Linked DNA regions of Mus musculus: all the other regions are linked to region 1. The links are chromatin contacts, called in public HiChIP or PLAC-seq and promoter capture Hi-C maps. All regions are on one chromosome and are shown on one strand. Each heading gives the region's core, a stretch centred on a gene start, on an enhancer-like site or on the middle of the called end of the contact. The rest is flanking DNA. Distances are from core to core; before and after follow the strand shown.

Region 1 (2,932 bases), core at 266-2,765:
ACGGTTGCCAGGCAATGCGATCTCCTCCCCTTTCCATTCCCTCCCACCTCTGCCCAGAGTCCCGTTCCAGTCCCGTGCCATCTCTTTCTCCTTTCCTTTCCCTTGGCATTAGCATCCTGCAGGTGGGAAACCCTGGCCTGGAGTTTCGTGAAGGGGGAGGGGCGCGGGTGTGGTGTGGCCTGAAAGACTTTGCCCCTTTGCTGGCTTGAGAGAATTCTGGGTCTTCCCCCCCCTTCTTTTTCCTAGATTGCCATGGAAAAACTTCCTCTCCAGTCCCCACTACCACTACCACCCCCCGTACTCCCTCCCGCGCGCCCTTGGAAGTGTCTCCTGAAGTCTTTTTAGTTTCCCACCTGCTGCATGGCCCAGTGTCAGGTTGCCCCTTTCCCAGCTTGAGCTGAAGTGGGTGTAGTTGCAAGACAGCTGCCCCTAAGAGAGGAGCTGTATGTGGGTATACACACCAGCCCATCCCTGCGACTCCCGTCACCTCCTCTTACCAAACTGAGGAGAAAGAGTTAGGCTGAAAAGTCAAGGTCTTTATCTGTGTAGGTAGGTGGATCAGCTTCTGGTATTGCCCACTTTTGAGAGAGAAGTCCAGTGATAGTTATGGCTGCCCTCTGTTAAATCTTGGAGTTGGTGATGGTATTACAGAGTCTCCTTTCTTGTGCCTAAGAATGTGGATTGTCGGCTCAAACCTGGATTCTAACCCCAGCTCTGCCACTAAATGGGACTCGGGAAAAGTCACAACCTTGCAGAACCTCCTATCTGCAATCTGGGACATTTAAATATCAATACCTACCTTCTAGCTGATGGGAGGGGGCAGTGAAATAATTTATGCAAAGCATTTAGCACAGTGGTTGGTATAAAATTAATACCGAATGAGTATCAGAAAATACATATTATTAAATGTTGTTAGTTATTATAGTGGGTGGACCTGTTTCTAAAGTAGCCCTCACAGGGGATTGGTTAAAGAGTGGAGAATTCTGCTACCTGGAGTGTGTGTTGTGTGTGTGTGTGTGTGTGGGGGGGGGGTGTCAGGGATTAGCATCGACTACTTTATGTACCTTATTTGATGTGGGCTTTAGCCAGATTTGTATTGCTTTCTTTAGGTTTATTTTTCCCCTCCTTAAAAAAAAATAGCTAAGACTATATTCCTTTGGCTGTTAAAATAATTACGTTGTAGCTTGTGATTTTCAAGCGATACTCTGGTTCCCTCCCATGTTGCTCTCTGGAGCCTTTCATTTTGCAAAGGGACTCCACAGTTTCCCTAGCGGGGACATGGCTAGGCTAAAGGGGTGTGTAAAAGGTTGGGGTGGGTGGGTGGGTGGAGAGAGACTAGTGGGGGGAGGCTGGGGGAGCGGGTAGTTAAAGGAAGAGACCGGAAGGGAGGAGGAGGGAGCCTGCTGGTGGGGAGGGAGGGGAGGAGGAGGAGGTGGAGGAGGAGGAGGAGGACGAGGAGGAGGAGGAGGGAGGGAGGGGGTTGGGGAGAGCCTGCTACAGTTCTTTGTTTGACTCCGGGACTCAGGGACGGGGAGGAGGAGGGAGGGAGGCAGAGGCTGCAAGCGCCGGGGCAGGCCCAGGAGGCAGAGGAGGGACCGTCTCCCCCGCCCCCCAGCCCCCACTCCCCCCCCTGCTGCTTCCCCCTCCCTACCCGGACTCTGGGGGCACCGCCGGGGGACAGACACCCAGCAGGTAACCCTGGCCTGGCTCTCCCTCCCCCTGTCTGATTTTCTTCCACACCCTCCCGGACGACCCCTTTCCGTCTCCCCGATTTCCCGGGCCTTGCCTTTCCCCCCCAGCCCTCCTTGTTCCATTTCTGCGAGTTGGGCTTGTCGCCTGCTGGCTCCGCCACCCTCCGTCTCGTGCAGCCTGACTCCCTTCCCCCCACCCCACAGTGTGTGCTCCCCTGTTCTGCCCGAGGCACCTTTTGGGGTTCTGTCTCAATGTTTCTTAGGCTGGCTTCTTCCGACCAGTCTCATGGGGCTCTGAGGAAGGAGGGAGTCCTTATTCTTTAATGGCTCCCCCCAGTCTCCCTTGCCCCATTCTCCTCGTAGCAGTCTCTAGGGGTGAGAGAAAACCGGAATTTGGGGCCTGATGGAGAGGCAGGGGGGCTGTGTGTTGCTGGAGACAGGGACAGTGAGTGTGTGAGGAGGGGGTGGGGATTTGTTAGAGACCAGGCTGCCTCTCTGATGTCCCTTTAAATGGCCCTTACATATCTGGGGGTTAGGGGGTGGGGTGGTGGCAAGCTGCCTGCCTGGGGGGCAGGGCCCTTGGTTTGTCCACACCGTCAGGGGTGGAAATGATTTAAAGGGACAGCCTTGGTGTGGCCACTGCCACCCTGTGCTGGCAGGAGGGGGAGCTGGCAGGCTATGTCTACAGAGGCTTGGCTGGTGAGCAGGGCATTTGAGGCTGTCTGGGACTGGGCCTCAGGTCTCCAGTCCAGTTACTGTGGCTGGAAAAGTGCAAGAAGGGGTTGACAGCCTGCCCTGAGGGTGCTCAGTCTAGGCTTTCTTCAGAACCCCATGGGTGAGCCCTTTGACTCCATGACCAAGAATCTGTGAGTCTGAACTACAGAACCTGTGGGCCAGAACCAGGTGGGGGCCACTGGCAGATCCGCAGGTCAGTAGGGTGACCTGGGTACTTTAGAGCTGGCCCCTTCAGCTTCCCCTTTTGTTGTTTGGTTCTTTGCACAAGAAGGCCCCAGCCCCTCCTCCTCATGCACATGCCCCCCCACCCCCACCCCAGCTGTTGGGCAGATGAATTACAGCCTCCTGCTTGGGGCCAAGGCTGGTAAGGGATTAAAGTTCTGAGGTTGGCCCTTTAAATGGCTGTTGGCCCTCCCCCACTCTGGTGTCCAGACACCCATCACATACCCTTCTGACCCCCTTGGTCTGGCCTGCAACCCTCCCCCCCTCTATAGGCTAGCCTACCC
Region 2 (3,348 bases), core at 1-2,500, 550 kb before region 1:
GGGGGGAAGGGAGAAAGGGGGCGAAAGAGAAGTGCAGGTGGCGGCTAAGGCCCTCGCTCCAGCCACACCAGCCGGCGCGTGTCCTAGCTTTGGCCCCGCTATCGAGGCCACCGAGTTTGTGGCTTCAGCTAATCGGCCGATAAGATTAGAGGCCACAAGTACGGTCCCACGTCTAACGAGGGCACGATTCCGCGGCCCTGAGAACCTCCGTCCCTCTTCTCCTTTTGTCCAGAGAAAGAAGCAGGGGAAGAGAGAGACCACTGACTGCCAGGGGTTGGGGGGTGCTTCGCCCAGGAAACCCCCCCAAAAAAAATCTGGGCAGAGGGGCGTGGACCCACGTGGGACACCCAGATCAGATCCCAGGCACGCTCTCTCTCTGTCCCACCGACTGAGCCCAAGGCGTCCACTTCCTCCTCCCTGGCAACCCCGGGCGCCGGGCAGTGCGGCCTGGGCCCTGCCCCACACCCAACCCGGCCACCTTGACCCTGGGCACGTCCGCCCCGTCGGTCCCACGGCCTTACCCGGCAGGGCGAGCACCGAGTCGTACATTTTGCAGCTCATCATGCCGGTGCTCTGCGTGACGCACTCCATCCAGAGCCCCTTGTACATGGCCTGGGCTGTGATGATGTTGTCGCCCGCATAGGAGCTCATCTGCCACTGAGGGATGGCAGTGCTCGCTATCAGGCCCACCCAGCCAAGCATGGCCATTGAAAAGCCCAGCAGTTGCAGGCCCGAGTTGGCCATTTCCTTGTCTCAGAAAAGACGGGACGCGCCGGGAGGGCGACCCTACAGTAAAGCAAAAAAACAAAAAAACAAAAATCCGGGGAGCAGCAACACAAGAAAATTTGGATAGAGATTTAAGTCACCCAAAGGAGAAAAAGATTTTTTTTTGGACCGGGTAACTACAAATCTTGTTAACCGAGGTAAACACAAATCGTCCCCTCCGGTGAAGCGACACTCTCACAGCAGAGGGAACCGGCTTCGCCCGAAGGACTGGTTCCAGACAAAAGCGGTCCCCGAAGGCCGGGCGGTTCCTACCGGCGTGCTCCGAGACTACCCAAAGAAGTGGAGGGGCCGTTAGGGCGTGGCCCCCAGAAAGTATGCGGGCCCTTGGGCCCCAGGCTGCGGTGCGCGGCACAGGGAGCTGGCGGTGCGGCGGCAGGTGCGGGCGAGCAGGTGCGGCGCACCTGAGTATATATATGCAGGACGTCGGGGACGCGCCCCCGCAGGCACCCGGAGCGCTGCAACTTGGGCGGGACCAGAGGGGCAGTCGAGTGACCTGACGTCACTGAAGGGACACTCACCTGAACCGGAAGTCTTGGCCCCTACCCCCTCCTCGTCCAGGTGAAGAGGAAGAAACCTGAGCTCCAGGGTCACGCCCCTTCATTTGCCTGGCTCTAACCGTTGATGGGAAATAGGCGACGGCTTCTCAGAAGTCCCTGGGGTCGGAGTCTGCCCTGCAGACTCCAAGTGGCCCCTTCCTCTCCTTTCCATACAGGTGCGCCTGGGTCGCTGCGGAGCCAGTACCCTCAGACGCCCCTGGAAAGGCTCCTCGCCATCCTTCCCCTGCAGGTTTCGGCGCGTGCCACTTGTCCAGCCCGACTTTCGTCTCCACTCTCAGCTCTTTTTTTCTTTAGTCTCCTACCAAGGCCTGTCTCATCATCAGGGGCCCTAACCCATTACGGTAAAATCACCCGTGCTGCATGCACCCTTCTAGGAATTTCTACTCTCAGACAGTCTAGCAACCTACCGCTTCACCGCTCAAGCCCTCCACAAGACACGGCTCTCCGACAGTCCTCCCACAGGCCTGGTCCCAGGACCAGGTAGGTACAGGACTTAGCACCTGAGCCTGTCAGTGTCTCCTCCAACATAGAGGCTCCTTCTACCCGAAGGAGTTTTCCGAGGGTGGGGAGAAGGGTAAGACCTAGGTCAGAGAGTCTGACACGACACGCCCAACATTCCCCTCCCCAGGTTGTCATTTCTGGTTTACCTTCATTTTCCTCACTTCCTTCTCCATCCACACACTTTCTCTTTCCTTCATTCTGAGCTTCCGGGGACCTGTTTGTGTGCCCTTTCGGTGCCCTCCGACCCACTCTAGCATCTTAATTCATCCCTTAGAAAGTCTAGCTTAAGGCTGGGGAGATGGCTCAGGGGTTAAGAGCACTGACTGCTCTTCCAAAGGTCCTGAGTTCAAGTCCCAGTAAACACATGGTGGCTCACAACCATCCATAATGAGATCTTGACACCCTCTTCTGGTGTGTCTGAAGACAGCTACAGTGTATTTAAATATAATAATAAAATCTTAAAAAAAAAAATAGAAAGCCTAGCTCAGCCTCCACTCCTTCCAGCTTTCCCAGAACTTTGACCATCCTTCCTCCCAGCTTGGCTTCTAAGGTTCTCATTTATCTTTCCCCTTTTCCTGCCTTCTGCATTTTTATTCACCCCCCCCAACACACACACACACACACACACACACACACACACACACACACACACTTCCAGACTAAGGTTGCTCCCTCCAGACCCTTGGAGCCCAGTAGCCCAGTGTGTCCATCACTGCCCCCCTGAACTCTTTCTAGTTCTTTCTTCCAGTCTACCTCTCCTACAACCTCCTTCCACCTCTCAGACCTTCACAGGTCTTTCTTCCTTTTGCTAGTTTTTTGGTTTTTTATTTACGTTTATGTGCACTGGTGTTTTCCCTGCATGTATTATGTTTCTGTGAAGCTTGTGACAGATGTGTGTGTGGGTCCTAGGATTTGAACCCAGGTCCTCTGGAAGAGCAGTGCTCTTAACCACTGAGCCCATTCTCCAGACCCTCTCTCTTGCTAGTTTTTTAAAGTCAACACCTTCTCCTTTCCCTTACACATTTCTATGTAAATCCTCCATTTATCCAGTAAACATATTTAATGCCCTTCTTGTTCAGCCAATTAACCTGCTTTTGTATAAAATGCAGAACTTTGTGAACTTTGTTATTTGTGTCTATTTTTTACCTTTTGGGTTATTTTCTGAGATGGTTTGTTTCTGTTTTTTGTTCGTTGGTTGAAAGGTTGGTGAGTTGGTACTTTTGAGACAGGATCTCACTCTGCAGCTCCATCTAGTTAAAGTTCACTATATAGACTAGGCTGGCCTGGACTTCACAAGTGGGCCACCTGGCTCTACTTCCCAATGCTGGGATCATAGATGTGGGCTACTATACACAACTGGGATTTGTTTTGTTTTCTTTTGTTTTTAAGGTGGTTTTCTTGTTGGATGTGGTTGGTGCATGCTTTTGGTAGATGGAGGCAGAAAAATAGACAGTTTAAAGCCAGCCTTCCAGAAGGGGAGTGCCTTCCAGCTCTGAAAGTCCAA
Region 3 (3,191 bases), core at 673-3,172, 640 kb before region 1:
TTCTGCCTTAGAGCCAGCAGATCTTCCCGGAGTTGGGAATCTAAGCAAGAGAGGATGTGGGTAGAGAAAAATAAGTTGTCTGTGTCCACCAACCACCGCACCCACCGCTTGCTCACACACACCCGAAGTTGCCCCCTTTCTCTGCCCAGCCCTGGCCACCCACTTTGGGATGTGATCACACAGACAACCACCAGCAACAGAATGCTGAGGCTCGAGGAGAGCAGGAGGAGGCGGGATCCAGAGCAGAGTCGCTGCAAGAGCCGTGGAGTGGGAGGCGGCCCTGCAAGAGAGCGTATCAAGAGTTCACTACCTGGGCCAACCTAAATCCCGAGGTATTAGGAAGAGCGCAAACTAAGCTCTCCAGTAGACTAAGAGGGGCCGTATAGATTAAGAAATGTGGGCCGTGGACAACCCTGCAGGACCTAAAGATAGGGAAGAAAGGGGGTTATCAGAAGTGCAAAGCTTTGACCTGCCCTAGCATTCCCGAAGCCCTGGACCTCTGCTGCCACCCTGTGGCATAATATTGTCATTACAGACGATGAACCACGCCTGGGGAGTCATTGCTCCACCAAAGTGTGGGAAGGGTGGGTTTCCTCCTCTTTCCGTGAATCCTGTGCGTCTTTGGTTGCATGCAAGGAGAAAAGGTGAGCCTCTCCCACCAAGGGAGAAAATGACACTCAGTCCTGTCGGTTGGCCTGCGGGCTTTCCCTCCTGCCCCCCCCCCCCCGCCCCGTTTCCCCTCCTGTGCTCCTTCCTGCATAAAAGCACACTGCCCACCTGGGATACCTCAAGAGCTCTGTATTTGTTTGTACAGGCACACGACAGTCCCTGCTCAGAGGACAAAGTAGGGAGAGCAGATGCTTCATCTTTCATCCGTGCTGAGACCCTCAGCCCCCTCTCCAAGGGTCCCTTAAGTCAAACTGATCCTGATCACCTCCCATCCCCACCTCCACCTCCACATACACACTGTTGAAACTGAAGAAGAAAGGGACCTAACTTCAGACGGGGCTGACAATAAGCTCATGCCCCCGACCTTCAGTAGGCCCCACACCTTGGAGCCACCCTCTGCCTGGGGTCTTGAGAAATGGGTAACATTGGGAGGAAGCTTGGACATCTGTCACTGAGGATGCCAACACTATGCCCTGTACCCTATGTCCCAGCAAGAGTGATGCAGCCACTGTTTTCTGAGTGTATGGAACAGAGCTAGGGATCTCCACAGGACACAGGAGCTGAGTCGGAGGGACAGAGCCACTGATGTTCTCCTCCAGAGGGGAGAACCCCTCGCCTCTCTGAAAGGGAGCACCTCTCACCTCTCCGGAGTTGATGATGGTCATTATCATTGTCCAGGTGCTGGAAATCTTGATAATCCTTTGTCATGATGGCACTGGATCCGGACCTAGGACAGCCAAATTTAGAGCCTTTAGAGCTGAGGCCGAGGCTAACAGACTCAGAGCTGGATGAAGTCCAGTTCCCTTTTACATCTGACTAGGTGGACATACTTTCTGTCTCCCCTAACCCTATCTGCTCCCAAGCCTGACATCCAAAAATCTATCCTCTAGCTGGACATGATGACACATGCTTTTAATCCCAGTATTCAGGAAGCAGAGTCTGGTGGATCTCTGTAGGTTCGAGGCCAGCCTGGTCTACAGAGTGCATTCCAGACTAACCAAGGCTACATTCTGTCTAAGAAAAATCTCTCCTCTCCCATTCACACACACTGCGCATGTGAACCCATACAGCCACTCTCTCTTGGCTGTCACCCATCCCTTCTCCTCCTGCTGTACTTACTGAAGGTCCCTCAGCACCACGAAGAGCCCAGGCTAAGGAGGGGGCTGAAGCCTGAAGAACCAGGTGAAGAGCCCTGGGCAATGGGAGGGGAGGGGACAGGGTCCATCCAGGGCCCATGTGTGTCCGAGCACGCTGAACCTGGCATCACCAACACCGGGACTTTGAACCATAAACAGAGGTAGGAGTAGACTTGGAACTGGGGAGGTATAGGGGAGGAAAGAAGGCATGGGTGACCTCTATTCTATTTCTCAGAAAAGGGGAGTCTACACACACACACACACACACACACACAGAGGCACACACATCTACGCATGCACTTCCGCATGTTCAATACTTGTTACCTTTTTGTGGGTGAGACAGGCCTTAAAAGGCTAGGGAACAGTTTGCTGCTTGCCCTCAGAGCCCTCCCCCTTTCGGTCCTGAATTTCCCAGAATTGTCCGTATCTCCAAATATCCCTGACCAGGATCAGAGGCACCAACTGATTCCCCGCTCTTGCCCAATCCTGCCCTGTGACCTCAGTGTTATAATTGCAAGCTGTAGATTCCTGGGGTCTCAGCTCCAGGCTCCTCAGCCCTAACCTGACTGACTCACTCTATGGTAGTCCTCCAAGCAGCGCAGTGGTAACAGGAGGAGCAGCTCCCCTCTAGGATCAGGGCCAAGAAATCACTGATTCTACCATATGCCCCAGGACTTCAACCTTTCTCATCCCCAGAGAACAACCCATTCTGCAGGCAAGAAAGCTGAGGCTCTGGAAGACAAGGGCTTCTCAAAGCCATACTACACAGAAGAGCACAGACTAACACCCGGGCAGCCCAACTCAGTGACCTGTGTGCTGCCTCCAGCACCTCACTCAGAATGGGATCCTTAGCTGTCCCACGCACCAGGTCCCCAAATCCCCAGAGAGGCTTAAACATGGCCCCTCATGGTCCTGAGAGCTTCAGAGAGGCCTGTCAGAACTCAGGCTTGGGACAAGAGCAATATTCAACATATAATCCTCCTCCTGTTAGGCTCCACAGTGAGGAGTGGCCTCTGTGGCCGTCTAGAGCCTGTGAGCTATTCAGGAAGGTGCCGCTTACATAAATCCAACTACTCTGTGCGTCCTTGCTTGTCTGTGTCCTAAAAATCCGCATGTTTACATGAACCGGGCTTGCTGCCAGCGATTTTGGTGAAAATTGGGCCATTAATTTAACACTCTCTGATTTTGCCACTTACAATCTAGTTTATTCTGGCAAGCAAACAGATACAGATCCAGTCTGAATAGTAGCTCTACTCATAGAGGTAGGGACTAGCAGGGGGCACCGAGCCTCTTGCTCTCTCAGTGCTAGAGAGACCTCAGCCCTAGCTTGTAAAACTGGAAAATGCTGTAAACTCAGGATTTTTGCATCTTTCTATTTGCATATTG
Region 4 (3,239 bases), core at 633-3,132, 800 kb before region 1:
GGAAGGGGCACCCAGCCCTGGTCTGCCAGCCATCCGCTGGCCAATCGGGCACAGGCATCTCCCACTGCAGCGACAGCCACCACTAACGCTGCCCCATAACCACCCATGCCTTGATCTAAAGCATGCGGACCCAAATGAACGTAGGGGACGAAGTATCCGCCCCCGATCAAGGCGGTGCCCAAAGCAAAGACTGAAAAGGCCCGGCGCTTGAACAGACCTAGGCCAAGGGCAGCTAGGGGGGTGCGAGGTGGGGCCAGCGGGTCACCAGAGAGAGCTAAAGGTCTTAGCAAGGCGCCACAGGGTGTGAGGTGAAGGGTGACAGCGCCAAGGAGGAGCAAGGCACCCCGCCAGCCGAAAGTATCAAGGAGGAACTGCAAGGCAGGTGCCAGGAGCAGCGAGGATGCCCCATTACCGGTGAGCGCCAACCCTACCGCCAAGACCCGACGGCGGGAGAAGTACCGAGAGAGGGTACCCAGGGCTGGGGCAAACACCAGGGCCCAGCCAGAGCCTGCAAATGGATAGGACAGGATGAGGGTACAGGCATGGCTTTGCAAACATTCTTTAGCCCCTCTTCTCCTCTGCACGCTCACGCGGACACACACACACACACCGCCTTGTACAGTCCCCTATCCTATAAGAAGTTCCTGTCCCCATTATCACCCCTTAAACATACAGCCACCCCACTCTTCTTACCAGCGAGGAGGCCCAGGCCGAGGTAGAGGTGCAGGAGGCTTCGGGCGAAAGCCGAGAAGACCAAGCCAAGCGAGGTTAGGACTCCCCCAACCATCACCACGGGGCGTGCCCCCCAGCGAGTGCTCAGGGCGCTGCCCACTGGGCCTAGAAGGGGGCGGAGTCAACGAAGACATGCCCCGGGACCCCCAAACTATCCGAAACATTTCTCATTGGCTGTTTTGCCTGGCCTGGTAACTCCTCCCATTGACCTCAAGACCCACTCTTCTAGAATTTGGTTCCACCAGTAACTCTCAGGTTGTCTGGTAATCAAGTCTGCTGTCTCCCATCACTACATCCACGGCCTCTCCACCCGGTGCCCGCCTCCCACCTCGGGGGGCCCCCCTCACTGGCTGCCTGCTGCACGGCCAAGGCCAGGGCGCTGACCCACGCAGTGTCCTGGGCGCTTCGTTCAAAGTGCTCCGCGAGGTCGGGGAGGGCAAGGCCCAGGGAGCGTAAGAGCCCGTAGGAGAGCCCGTTCACGGCGAATGCTGCGGCCGCCACCACCCAGCCCCAGCCCCCGTCCGGGGGTCCGGCCGGCTTGGGGGTCATCGCCGTCTGCTGGGGTGGGGAAACACCTGTGAATGAAGTCTCCACGCCTGGGCCTCCGCTAGGGAGCTGACGTCCCTGAGATCCAGCCTCGGGCTGCTCGCCCAGGGAGGGCACGTCGCCCGGAGCATGGGCGCGGGAACCAGGCCTAGGGATAGAAGTCCTAGGTGCGCGTGAGGTCCTGGGATGGAGGGGCAGCAGGATCCCCCAGGCCAGGGGCTCATCCTTCCCAAACCCTCTTTCTCTTACCCGACCTCTCCCGGCGTTGGGGGTAGGGAAAGGGCGAAGGTGGGTTCGGCCGGATTTTCTCCGCGCTTTCCGCAGAAAGGGTTCTGCGGAGCAGCTAGCCAGCACAGAGATGGAGCCCAACTTGGACCGCTCTCTCCAGTAAACAGAGATCACCACAGGGGCCCAAGCCACCTGGGACACGGGGTGGGGGTGGGGGTGAATACCGAGGGCGGGGGAAAGAGAGACAGCCAATCCACCCAGGCCTGGCTAAGGCCTGACGCCGAGTCCCACGAGGATTGAATTATCCACACACGAGCCCCAGCCCTGGTTGGGGAACCGCGAGGAGTGAGCGTACCTGGTGGCCGCGCCCCGCCTCTCCCCGCGCCTCTCACGCCGCGGGGCTCACACCCACGCACCTGCTGCGCACGCAAGAAGAGCCCGGTTGCACTCTTCGCCCGGCCAACTGCCCACGCATGAAAATAGCAGTGGTCTCCAAAACCTAAATGAGTTCTTGGATTCTCGGATTTGTTGTTGAGGATCCTGTAAAGCTCCAACATCAAATCACTCAAATCACTGGCCTCCAATGGACAACACCAGCATGCCCTCACTAGAAAGGAAGGCGAGTTCTCGGTACCAAGACCTGTGATGTTCCAGGCAGTCTTTACATACTTGGCCATTTCATCCTTACAATATCCCTATGAAGATGGCACTATCCCCATTTTACAAATGTAATAGCTGACCCCTAACCCACCCCAAAGCGTTCAGCTAAAAAAAAAAAAAAAATTGAACTTAGGTTTATACTATCGTGGGAGGATACAGGGAGAACAGACCTAGGAGTGACACAGAGATTGGGGACAGTTGAGGGAAAGAGCTTGGAGAGACAGATTGATGTGAACTGTAGTGGAAAGGACAGAATTCATGCAGAGCCACAGTGTGAGGGTGGCTGGGAATAGCTGAAAGGCTTGGGCAAGATTTTTTTTTTTTTAAGGAAGAATTCAGAGAAATAAACCCAGGTGTTTTTCTTGAAGATTTTAACGAGCAACCTTCTTTAGCAGTCACTATTGCTTTACTTCCGCCATTTGATTCATTTGGTTTAATCATTAAACAATGCCATTGAAATTTCAGCGATTTGCAGGTTGGAGCTTATATCAACCCGTAGCCACGGGATGGCGGTGTTTCCTAATTGATGAGAAAGTATCAGCCTAGAAAGGGAAGAAACGTAGCTGAGAAGTCGTGAAACTGGAAGACTAAAGAGAGTAGACAGACTTTCAGAAGCACATCACTGTGTTTGGGGAAGGCCTCACAACCATTAAAGGAGAGCCAGGCTACCTTCCCATCCCACACTCCCACCCCAGGGAATCAGCGTCCTCCCTCCTCAGTAAGTCTACCCTTTTCTCAGTTCTGGGTTTTCACATAAATGGTTTTTCTGCTGAAATGTCCTAGAACAGAAGACCATGAAGGTGTGAGGCCCTGCCACAGACACCTTAGGAAAGTGGCCTCACTGCATTCACCAGCCAGGAGCTGTCTGTGAAAGCCACCGGAGTGGTGGCGCCTGCAGGTACTCAGCCACCAAGGAGGCAGGGAACAGCTGGCTGGTTTCTTGAGAAGGCCAGTAAGAAGTCTGCTCTCTGTAAGTGGAACCCGGCCAGCCCAAAGGAATGGCTCTCTCCGTGATGAAATAGAAATACAGCCAGAGAGGAGACTATTTCTGGGTTGTACCAAATAATGCTGTG

Evidence for each region. Promoter capture Hi-C pulls out the DNA fragments that hold promoters and counts their contacts. HiChIP or PLAC-seq counts read pairs in DNA pulled down with a chosen protein or histone mark.
Region 2: an H3K27ac HiChIP or PLAC-seq map of embryonic stem cells shows a contact between it and region 1, with 3 times the contacts expected there. The contact joins the promoter of Cldn7 here to the promoter of Kdm6b in region 1. A contact is called at or near these places in 1 of 484 Hi-C or Micro-C datasets (myocytes) and 1 of 115 datasets of contacts at active chromatin or transcription factors (embryonic stem cells).
Region 3: a contact with region 1 is called in a promoter capture Hi-C map of liver, with 2.7 times the contacts expected there. The contact joins the promoter of Asgr1 here to the promoter of Kdm6b in region 1. A contact is called at or near these places in 2 of 39 promoter capture datasets (both in liver) and 1 of 115 datasets of contacts at active chromatin or transcription factors (microglia).
Region 4: a contact with region 1 is called in a FOXA1 HiChIP or PLAC-seq map of pancreatic cancer cells. The contact joins the promoter of Slc16a11 here to the promoter of Kdm6b in region 1. A contact is called at or near these places in 4 of 39 promoter capture datasets (hippocampal neurons, liver, pre-B cells and 1 more), 1 of 484 Hi-C or Micro-C datasets (embryonic stem cells) and 3 of 115 datasets of contacts at active chromatin or transcription factors (bone marrow-derived macrophages, embryonic stem cells and pancreatic cancer cells).

The regions. Positions count from the first base shown.
Region 1 is chr11:69,414,777-69,417,708 of GRCm38.p6, reverse strand. It overlaps Kdm6b (KDM1 lysine (K)-specific demethylase 6B), which reads left to right and starts at 1,515. Exons shown (of 24, transcript NM_001017426.2): 1 at 1,515-1,692. Gm51903 (a long non-coding RNA gene) reads right to left here and starts at 2,196. Exons shown (of 2, transcript XR_003949708.1): 1 at 1,925-2,196.
Region 2 is chr11:69,963,323-69,966,670 of GRCm38.p6, reverse strand. Cldn7 (claudin 7) reads right to left here and starts at 1,250. Exons shown (of 4, transcript NM_016887.6): 1 at 522-1,250. The coding sequence starts at 744.
Region 3 is chr11:70,053,086-70,056,276 of GRCm38.p6, reverse strand. Asgr1 (asialoglycoprotein receptor 1) reads right to left here and starts at 1,922. Exons shown (of 9, transcript NM_009714.3): 1 at 1,789-1,922; 2 at 1,311-1,396; 3 at 164-280; 4 at 1-40. The coding sequence starts at 1,377.
Region 4 is chr11:70,212,553-70,215,791 of GRCm38.p6, reverse strand. It overlaps Slc16a11 (solute carrier family 16 (monocarboxylic acid transporters), member 11), which reads right to left and starts at 1,882. Exons shown (of 5, transcript NM_153081.3): 1 at 1,528-1,882; 2 at 1,080-1,290; 3 at 694-837; 4 at 1-508. The coding sequence starts at 1,281.